Regions from separate parts of the Mus musculus genome. Here region 2 is linked to region 1. A link is a contact called in public HiChIP or PLAC-seq data. All regions are on one chromosome and are shown on one strand. The core of a region is the stretch at or near the end of the contact, and the rest is flanking DNA. Distances in the headings are between cores, read along the strand shown.

What was found. HiChIP or PLAC-seq counts read pairs in DNA pulled down with a chosen protein or histone mark.
Region 2: a contact with region 1 is called in a FOXA1 HiChIP or PLAC-seq map of pancreatic cancer cells. The contact joins the promoter of Urah here to the promoter of Pwwp2b in region 1. A contact is called at or near these places in 2 of 39 promoter capture datasets (hippocampal neurons and stem cell-derived epiblast-like cells) and 1 of 115 datasets of contacts at active chromatin or transcription factors (pancreatic cancer cells).

What each region holds. Positions count from the first base shown.
Region 1 is chr7:139,246,484-139,251,965 of GRCm38.p6, reverse strand. Pwwp2b (PWWP domain containing 2B) reads right to left here and starts at 3,484. Exons shown (of 3, transcript NM_001098636.1): 1 at 3,323-3,484. The coding sequence starts at 3,447.
Region 2 is chr7:140,832,183-140,837,664 of GRCm38.p6, reverse strand. It overlaps Urah (urate (5-hydroxyiso-) hydrolase), which reads right to left and starts at 2,386. Exons shown (of 3, transcript NM_029821.3): 1 at 1,914-2,386; 2 at 783-918. The coding sequence starts at 2,044. C330022C24Rik (RIKEN cDNA C330022C24 gene) reads left to right here. Exons shown (of 4, transcript NR_045717.1): 4 at 1-444.

The DNA of each region.
Region 1 (5,482 bases), core at 2,235-4,734:
TTGCCAGGAGCCTGCAGCCCCAGGAAGGCCCAAGTCCAAACACCCAAGGCCCCACCTTGGGTTGTACACCAGGGCTTGCTTACTTTAGAAAGTCCCTGAAGCCTTTCTGCAGCCCAGCAAACAGCCATTGAGCAGTAGGGCTAGAGAGCTGGATGGGACCAGGAACAGGAAGGTCTTGCAGGAAACAGTGAGCTGCTTGGGACTACTAAGTGTACAGAGGCCTCCAGGGGCCACCTCTGCTTTGGGAGTCAGGTGAGCAGCTTTTCAGGCCAAGTCTCAGCCTGGATACCAGAGCAATCCATTCTCCAGAGCATATTGCCCCACATCCTTGGGCAGACCCCCGATTTCCAGAGAAGAATAGGTGGAGCCTGTATCCTGCATTTATTAGCATCAACATCGTCCTTAAGCCCTAGGGCTCTCCTAGAAGCTCAGACCAGGCCCACCTCACACCCCCCCCCCCATGTCTTCCTTGTCCACTCTGACAACATCTCTGTGGTACAGTCCCCAAGACCAGCATACCAGCCGGTGATGCACCAGCTGTGATGCACAAGACACCTGGAACCCTCCAGTTCCTTGAGGGCAGAGAGGGTATCTGAGCACTATGGTAACCTCTGTGCCTACCACATAATCTCAGGAATGCCTAGCAGCACACTAGCTAACAAATTCCAGGACAGAACTTGGTGCTCTTTAGCCTGGTGACAGGCAGTGACTGTGGTCTTGGTCAAAGAGGACGTCATACTGACTATCCCAGCAGACAGGCTCAGCTGTTGTGTGGTACAATTTAAGAATCAACAACTCAGATTAGAACCCCGGAGTCAGCGGGCCTTTGCTGTCTTGTAGACTACCTTTGGCTAGGGTTACCTCACCTGAGGTGCTCAACAAGAGACATACATACCTCTAGGCCCACCTGCAGCATAGTGTCAGCCCCACCCCTTCCTGCACGACTTGGGTCAGCCGGCTTTGGGAGGGATCCTCAAATTTGTAAGCAGGGATCATAAAGGCGGCTTGTCAGAGGCTTAGCCCACCCTCTGGTACAGTGTGGTTTCTCAGTGAAAATACAGGCCTGCATAGGTACCCAGAGCAACAGAGAACCTGCTTCGGGCTGCTCTACAGCCAGGCAGCTGATTCAAGACACCGAGTGGGAGGAGGTACTTGGTACTGCACCAGGTGGCTTGTGAGCAAAGACCCCCTCTGAGCTCCCCAGCCATCTGCAGACGAGGAAGGGAAAAGGAACAAACATCTTTCAGTCTAACTTTCATGATGAGCACTGGTGGGGCTGGATCCAGCCTCAGAGCCTTCCTTCTACCCAGCAGTCTATGCGAACGGGGCCATCCACGTCACTTGCAACCTAGCAAGGAGGATGAACAGTGATCAGGAACCATAAAGGACAGCCAGGCTACCAGGTCGGTACCCAAACTATGGGAGCTCTGATGCCTATAAAGCGCAGCAGCAGCACCTCAGGAATGCTGACCTGCTTGCTGCTTTGAGCCCCAAAGGCTCCCCTGAGGTGGGAGGAAATAGGACTTGGGAACTCTTCCTTGGCTCGAATCCAAGGACTGGGCCTTGGAAGAGCAAGGATAGGTACTGAAGCTGTGGAGAAACTAGTACCTGGGAGGGCAGGTCAGCATGTGGACCCTGGAGCCTGAGAGCAGACACTGCAGCCCAAACCACCCAGACAGCTGCTAAGCTGTGCTCAGCTCTGCCTGAGAAGCAGGGCTGTAAACACTAGCTTTGCCACTCATAATACTATGGATAGAACACAGGAAACAGAAACAAGGGGGGGGGGGCGCTGCTGGAAAGATCAGGGATGGGGAAGGAGAAACACAAGGCCAAGCCTTGGAGGGCTGGAGGGGCAAGGAAGGGCCATTTCAGAGTCTCTGCATGGGCACAGAAGCAAGCAAAGCCACTGCAGAGAAGAGCTGTGATCAGCGACTAAGCTCATGTCTCCAAGGGGTTCTGGTTCTGGTAGACTGTGAGGCACGGACACACATGCATCCTATAGCTGCTGCTTCCCATGTTCAGGATGCCAGCCAGCAGCTAGCTTCTATTCATGAAGGGTGTATGCATCTGCAAGCCAGGTTAGCCATTGACCTCAGGGTAGAGATCCCCCCTATCTCTGTAGACACAGCCACAAGATAGGACTACTCTCAGCCAATCTTATCTTGAGCACTGGAGCCTGAGAACTGGGGAAATGCGGGTCCTCTGCTGCAGACTCTCTAGGGAGAGGCCAGAGCAGGCTGCACAGGTTGAGCAGGGGTGCAGCCAGACCTGCCTAGGGAGGAGAGGGCAGCCATCAGCAGGGTGGGGGATGGCTTGCCTTGGAAGCTTTCAGGTGGCTATTCTGCAGCCCCTGAATGTCACCCCATTATAGGCACTCCCTGTACTAACCAACAAGAGAGGGGCACCAGTCACACGGGAGGCCATATGTTAAGTCACATGACTTGTGCATAAATGGCTTCTGGCACATCTAATGAAGACATAATGTCAGCAGGGTAACTGTCGAAGGAGGAAGGGCTCTGCTCTGTGGTGGGAACCCAGGGAAATCCGGGCTTTAGGAAGGGAAAAAGTTGGGTCTTTGAAAGCAGAGCCCTTTTCTGTTCCTAATTCCAGAATGAAGCCTGGCTGGAGCAGAAGAGTCACAGCCTGATTAATGCCTAATCATTTATCAGGCAGTGACAGCGCAGTGCCATGTGATTCTGGGTTCAGGTGGCTGTTCTGCGCTGCAGAAGCCCCTGCAAAGGGTATACAGGTGGTCTCAGGAGCCAAGCCCAATGCGCCCCTCCAGTAGAGGCACTGGCCCTGGAACTTGTATCTTCCACTCCCCCGCAAGGCGCCTCGCCCACAGCAGTGTTTCTACACCCCGCAGTCTCGCAGCTGGTCTCCACCAGCCACTCCTATAAGCCTTGGGCTTCCCCCCTCTTGTGACAGGTGAGGCCATAGCTTAACTGACCCCCTTAAACGAATCACGATTCTACAAACAGTCGAATTCAACAGTGCGTCTGAACAAAGAAAAGTGCGTTAATTATGGCAGATGTGCGGAGTTTCAGGCAAGGCTTCCCGTGCGTCCCGGCCGGCACCGCAGCCCCTCTGCGGGGCCGCACGCTCTCCTGCCCCGAAAGTCACCGCGACTTTGGGAGAGAGCCACTTTCGCACCCAGACCGGCGGCCAGCTGGCGCGCCTCGAAACCCCGGCCCAGCAGAAACTGAAAGCGGACGCCGGGCTTTGCTGCTCCTCTCGGAGCCTGCATTGGAACCTTGAATCGGTGGAGGAGTGTCCCGGGAGATTCCGAGGAGTCCCGGGCCCGCGACCCTGCCCCGCTCACTTTTTCGTGCAATCCAGCAGGATTCCGGCGAAGCTGCGCTCGCCACAGCTCACGGTGACCACCAGCGCGCCGTTGACGACCTGTTCCACCCGCACCGGCAACCGGCAGCCGGCCCGCGGCTCCATGCTCCCGCCGCCTCCGGAGGCCGCCCCCGCCCGCCACCGCCGCCGCCGCCGCCGCCGCCGGGTCAGCCCCGCGTGACGCCGCCTGACGTCACAAAGCTCTGTGTGCCGGCCGCCACCGCGGAGCTAGGCTGGGGCGCGCGGCCGCGGGCTGCGCTCCCAGGAGCCGGAGGGCGTGGGGCGGTCCGCCCGCAGCGTGCGCCCACAGCCGGCTCTCAAAGCTGGGCTTGCAACGCATTGCGGGGGCCCCACCGGGCGGGGAGAAGGGTTCGTTAATCTTGACGCCACGCAGGCTTGGAATGCCCCCTAGGAGGCCTTGCCAGGAACCGAGGGGTAGCGGGGACACTCCCCGGGTCCAGGCCCTTCCCCCACTCTGCTTCTCTGGGTTCCACCCCGGGCCCCACCTCCTTCCTGATCCTGTCCCGGGGCCACTCCCTGAGCCCGGCGCAGCCTGGGGCCCTTCCCCCATGTAGTCTGGGGGTCCCCTGTCTACCAGTTTGTGCTAGAGGACCCCGGCAGCGTCTTCTACGCACGACTCCTGTGTCCACTTGGTACTTGAAAAAGTCTGTGGACACGTGTATTTGAAGCGAATCAGGCCTGGCAGAGGAGACTCCGGGTGCCGAGGGACACCAATGGGGCCCTTACAAGAGGCCTAGTGTCACCCTCACTACAGGGCTACCTGGCACTGGGCTACCCAGGTGTGCTCGGCGCCTCCTAGGAGACTATAGTGCTCCGGTCTGTTTGAGAACCTCGCAGGGCGCGGGGCTGGCCAGCACTAGTGTTGGCAGGATTATTCTATCCAGAGCTCTTGCGTCTCCTGGGACTACTCGCTGCAGCACTCCTCGCTTAGTGTACAGTATGAAGAGCCACCTCCCATGAGCAAGAGCCAGGCTCCCCGGGCGTGTGCAACCGGGCCCGCGAGGGCAGCCTGGCCATGAGTGGGAGGTGGCGGCGCCCGGCGGACGGCTGACCGCCACCCTAGACCTCCTCCGGTTTCCGCAAGCACTTGCACTCTGAATCCGGATTCGGAATCCATAACTGACTGCCTCCAAGGGTCTGTCACGTTGCAATGACCAATGGCGTCTGTGAATCGGGCCCCTAAGGCTGACTTGCATCGCCATGACCCTGCATTGGAGGCACCAAAAGGGCAGAGAGGTACTGACCACGGATCTACCAGGCCCATGTCCTTTTCAGCTGGGGAGTGGAGTTCTTGCCCTGCTGGGACTTGCTTCAGGGCTGCTACCACTGACGCCGCCAAGGACAGCCGAGGCCGCCCTGGCGCCACTTTACCTTGCCTTAAGGCTACACTAGAGCAGATGAGAAAGTCTGGGCGGAGTCCAGCTGAGGGGCAGTCCCCCTCCCACAAACGTCTGTTTTCCTCACTCCTTCTCTCCAGAGCTGGGTGCTGCAGATTTTGGAGGAAAAAAAAAAAAAAAAACGCTGGCTACAGGAACCATTCCCAGCTCAGTTCCAGGTGGAGGGCTGGTGGGAGGCTGCCCACTCGCTCAACCCAGATACTAAGCATCTGTGCCTGAGTACTGGGGATGCCTGCTCAGTACAGCCTACAGCAGGACATCCCCCTCCCCCCAGCCAGTTCAGTAGCTTCCAAGCTGGGGACATCTATAGTCTGAGCAACTGTGGGGTAGTCCGAAAAAGGCACTTGAGCAAGCAGGTGCCCTTGTTCAGGGACTCCTGGTTGTAGAGGCAATATAGAAGACCTCTTCCGATGTGGGGCATGGACAGAGGGACACCGTGAAAACTGCTAGCTTATTGTGTGGATAAGGAGCTTGCTTCTATTAACTCCCAGATGTCAGCAAGAAGGGTAGTTTGGCTGTGGTAAGGGACAGTGGCTAGGAGGTCTGGAAGTCCGAGAGGCCCAGGAACCTAGGGTTCAGCTTGTGGCGGGAATCTCCTGGGCTGTTGATAAGAGAGTAGAGAGGAGCCGGAGGCCACCTGTGCTGTTTATCATGCCTGCCTGCCAGGTTTGTGCTGTGTTTTTTAGTGTATTTGGAAGCCATTTTAAAAAGCCTGTTCTCTG
Region 2 (5,482 bases), core at 1,137-3,636, 1.6 Mb before region 1:
CTTGAAGACACTGAAGATGGTGAGTCCTTCCTGCAATAGCCCCTGGGTCTTCCAGACAGCAGGAGGTCAGGTGCCATGCCGGCTAAGAAGCGAGAGATGCTTATATAAGATCTGATGATACCGTTTGAATAGTGTCTCCTACAAGAGATGTTAGTTGGTAGGCTTTGGGGGATGTGATTTGACACTGAGGGCTCTGATCTGGTTGAATCAACTGGTTAAACTTTTGGGATTAACTGGATCCATCATGTGATACACCATTAGTAGGTATTGAAACTTGGAGGAGTCCTAGGGGACCATGTCTTCCCTTGTGTTCATTTCTTCTGCTTGTCCCCCATGAGGTGACAGCGCTCCTCTTTTATATGTCCCCACTGCCGTAGTGAGTGTGTGGAGCCAAGCAATCATGGACTGAGATAATGAAACCAAATAAATAATTCTCCCTTAAGCTGCATCAGGGCTGCAGAAGTTACTAACACACCCAGTGTTCCTGGATCTGGGCTCCGATAAGAATCTGTCTACAAAGGAAGATGAGACACCCTCAGCCTAGCCTCTCCCTCCCACCCACCTGATCCAGGGGCAGCTCAGTGTGTCATCGTGAGGTATCATAGTGCCTCAGGTTCCTGAACACCTTCTGAGAGGACCAAACAGGTTGAGTTTACTCACTTGCTACCACCCTGGGAGAGGTGGGGCCAGTCTGTCCCTGGTCTGGAGGAGGCCTGGCTGCAGGATCTGGCTGTGGTCAAAGTGAATCAGGGTCCATGTGCTTCACCCACCCTGACACTCACCTCTACATAGGGGTAAAAGCTCTCTTGACCCCGCTCTTTCCAGTAGCGCTCTGTGTCGAAGAACAGCTTATAGGTGCCTGGCTTTATCTGGCTTGGTGTCAGGAGCCCAGGACAGCGACCGTCCAGGTTTGTGTAGCTGTGAAGAGATGAAGTGGAGAGAAGAGCTGAGAAACCTCCCTCCCTAGCTTTTCTGATCCGCATGCCAGCATCTACAGATGACTCCCACAGTCTCACAGAAGGAGCACAGATGGGGCAGGGGGACAGTTCCTAAGGATATCACCATGCTGCATATTTAGAAAATCATAAAGCAGAGAAGCAAAAGATAAAACCTCTCCAGGTTGGTGAAGGACTGAGCTAGAAGGGGGCAAGCCACACGCTGTTCTCACAGGCTGGTCAGAAGGAGATGTGTGAGCCTGGCTCCCTTAAATAGAACCTGCTTTCAAGGCCACAGACCCACCAGCGTTGGCTGGCTAAACCTGAAAGAGGCCCCCAACAAAGCATGTACCAGGGGCATGCCAGAGCCTGGCTCACTGAGGTTGAAAGGCCCAGTACTGGACTGGAGTGGAGTCTTGGGTTTTACCTCAGTCCTATTATCTCAGCCTCTCTCTATAAAGGAGATTAATTACAAGTTCACAGCTATTAAGAATAGAGAGGAGAAATAAGTGCTCGGCTGTCAGTCAGGCACAAAGCGATTGATGTCTTTATTTTTGACCAGGCTACTCTAGTTGGCTCCCCTCCTCGAAGCATGTTTTTGGGTTGAGTCTGACAGGCAAGTGGTTCCCCTCCCAGCAGGCCCATTAGGCTGAGTCTGACAGGCAAGAAGGACCCAACAAAGCTGTCTCAGACCTTCCATGACATTGTCCCAGGTATGCACATCTGGTGAAAAAGCTGTTTTGTCACCATTCCTGTTATCTCAGATGAGGAAAACAAAGTTCAGGGATCAACAGGGCAATGATCCGTCCTGCCTTCCAGCCCCCAGCGGCCACAAAGACTCAGCTCTGCTCAGTGTTATCCTGGCCTTACTGCTCCACCTCAGTACCATGGCCTAAGGTCTTCCTTCCCCAGGTGGGAAGGCCACTGTACTGCTGGGTGCTGGCACTTATGGATCCCAGCCCAGAAACTGTCTCCTACCTTGTCCTCAGCTCCATCCACTGCTGGCAGGGGGCCTCCAGGCGGGACAGCCGGAGGCAGAGGCCTTGGGCAGGGAGCCCTGAGGCAGTGTCTAGAACGTGAGTAGTCAGGGGACTGCTCTCGGTAGCCATGTTGCCAGCCTGTGCAGAGAGAGTGAGAGTGATCAGCCAGTCCGTAGAGGCCCAAGTGCGTCTTCGATCTAGTTCTGAGGAGAGCAAACAAAGGGCCGCACTGCCCCGAGGCAGGCTGAACTGCTGAGCGGCAGGATGGGGTGCCAAGTGCTAAACAAAGCTGACCTGTGCCCTCCTTTGCCCCTGCCTGGGCACCACCCCTCTCCCTTGTATGAGACCTTCAGTTTCAGCTGATCGGTGGCTTTAGTGTCCCAGAACCCAGCTCTCCCGTGCCTCTGACTCCTAGCAACACCCTTGCTCCCAAGCTCCCACACACTCTTCCGTCTCTGTCTCCTTAAGTATGGCACAAGACAGCTCCTTACCTGCGGCCAGCCTAAGTGTCTCTGGAGCGTCATCAGCCGCGGGGCGGTCCTGGAACTCATGCCCTGCCCTGAAGCTCTGGTCTGTGCAACTTCCACAGGCAGTCGCCCTGCCAGCCTCAACAAGCTCTCTAGTCAGCCTGGACCTGCTCCACCCAAGGCCCCGCCCCAACTCCTGGAGCCACCTATCTGAACACTTCTGGGAAAGACACCTTTCCTTTTGCCAGATGAGCCCTGGCAGCCTGCTTGGTTTTTGGGCCTCAGGGGTGTTGATTTAAAGGAAAAGAATGGACAAGGTTGGGAGCATGCTGTGGGGAGGAGTGGAAGGGCAAGTCTGGGGAAGGAGGGATACTGAGGGGAGGGGCAGTTCTGAGGGGAGGGGGTGGGGCAGTGGGGCCTACTGCAAAGACTGGTGGAAAGTGATTAAATGGCTGGGTCAGGGAGGGGGAAATAATTCAGTGGTTAAAACACTGAGGATGCTCAGAGTCATTTTGATTTGCATTTCCTTGGTGACTAAGGCCATAGAACATTTCTGGAAACAGCCTAGAAGTCCCTCAACAGAAGAATGGATAAAGAAAATGTGGTACATTTATACAATGGAATACTACCCAGCTATTAAAAACAATGACATCATGAAATTTGTAGGCAAATGGATGGAACTAGAAAATATCATCCTGAGTGAGATAACCCAGACCCAGAAAGACACACATGGTATGTACTCACTTACAAGTGGATATTAGCCATAAAGTATAGGATAACCACACTATAATCCACAGACCTAAAGAAACTGGGCAACAAGGAGGGCCCAAGGGAGGATGGACGAATCTCACTCAGAAAGGGGAATATAATAGACATGGGAGGTGGATAGGGTGAGGGAACTGGGTGGGATGAGGAGGGGGAGGGGAACAGGAGGGATGAAGTGTGAGGAGGGCTGAGGGAGAGAGAACTGGGAGAAAGAGCAGAAGGTGGTGGTGGTGGTGGGCAGCTCCAGGATGAGCCACCTCTCCCAACAGCATGCTCCCCCAGGTTCTACTCTTTTCCTGTAAGTCAGCACCTCTCAGGTCCCAAAACTGAGTAGGTTTCCAGGGCTCATTTGGCAGAAGGCAGCTTTCCCAGACACGTTCAAATAGGGACAAGGGAAACTCCCAGGAATCTATGAGGGTGACCCTAGCTAGGACTACTAGCAACAGGGCATGTCAAACCTGAGATGGCCACTTCCCATAACCAGGCAAGACTTCCAATGGAGGGATGGAGACACCAACCCACCCACAAAACTTTCAACCCAAAATTTGTCCTGCCTACAAGATGTGCAGGGATAAAGATGGAGTAGAAATTGAGGGAATGGCCAACCAATGAATCGCCCACCGTGAGACCCATCCCATCCCTGACACTGTTAGTGATATTCTGCTGTACTTGTAGACAGGAACCAAGCTAGCATAACAGTCCTCTGAGAGACTTCACCCAGCAGCAGATGCAAACATGCAGAGACCCACAGGCAAACATTAGGCGCAGCTTGGGGAATCTTGTGGAAAAAGGGGAGGAGGGACTGAAGGAGCCAGAGAAGTCAAGGACACCACAAGAAAACCTACAGAATCAACTAACCCGGGCCATAGGGGCTCACAGGGACTGGACTGCCACCCAAAGAGCAAGCATGGGAAGGACCTAGGCCTCCTACACACATGCAGCTCATGTGGGGCTTCCTGTGCATGTTGGTCTCTCAACAGCTGGAGTAGGGGCTGTCTCTGACTCTGCCGCCTTCCTTTGGAACTCTTTCCTCTAACTGGTATACCTTGTCCAGTCTCAATAGGAGAAGATGTGCCTACTCCTACTAACTTGATACGCCAAGGTGGCGTTGCTATCCACAGGAGGCCTCCCCTTCACTGAGGAGAAGGGGAGGAGACACTGAGAGGAGAGGAGGGAGCAGAAGCTGTGATTGGGATGTAAAATAAATAAATAAATAAATAAATAAATAAATTAATTAATGGGTAGGGGGAGCACTGAGGAGGAGAGTTCAAATCCTGGAACCCAGGCATTGTAACAGTAGAAGTTGAGAACTGTCTCCACAAAGTTGTCATTTGACTTCCTTACAAGAGCAGTGGCACCCCCCCCCCCCGCCATACAATGTGTGGAATTAAGTTTTGAAAAAAATCAAGGCATTAGTCGGCCCAGGTTAGCCTCCCTGCTAACATTTGATAAGGCCACACTGAAGAGGGCAGGAAAGATTCCCGTCTTGACTGCTGATGGGTCATGTGACCTTGCCTCAGTTTTCTCATGGGTACTGCCAGTAAGTGTGGTTGGGATTCCAAGCAAAGCTCTCGGATTCTTCAAGACCCTCTGCCTATTCTTTGTTTTTGGTGCAGTTGGGTGGGAGGGCAAGGCTGTCTGAACCTGTGACTTTACTCTAACTCCTTTGTGTTAGGGATATATATATATATACACACACATATATATTCTCTCTCTAACACATTATCAAGGTATTATGTGATCTATAAAAAACAAAGGTGGGCTTCTGAGATAACTCAGCAGGCAGAGGTTGTTGCTGGCAGGCCTGATGACTGGAGTTTGAGCCCAGAATCCTGCAAGGTGGCAGAAAAGAACTGACTCCCCAGAGCTCTCATCCATCTTCCCGACCCATGCTGCCTAGAGAAGAAGCTGAGAGGCCATCCTTAGAATATTCCCTAGAAGGACCAATCACCTTAGACATAACAGGGTAAACTGAGGCAGAGTGTAAAGTTGGCAATTGATCACTCAGCAGACTTTTCTCTGAGGGAACCATGCTTGATTCTCTGGGGCCATTGAAATGCTCTCTGGGGCCATCAGAAAATTTGATGGATAAACTCCCTGGGGCCAGCAGTAAACCCTCAGGGACCAGGGAAAAGGGTGAGGGAAAAAAATCACACACACATGCATGCACACACACTTGGTGGATGAAGCAAGCTCCAACAGATGCCAACAACTTTATATCTATACACAACATACATTTGGTGGGCAGAACAAAGCTCTTACCATTTTACACATACATACATACATACATACATACATACATACATACATACATACACATTTGATGGGTGCAGCG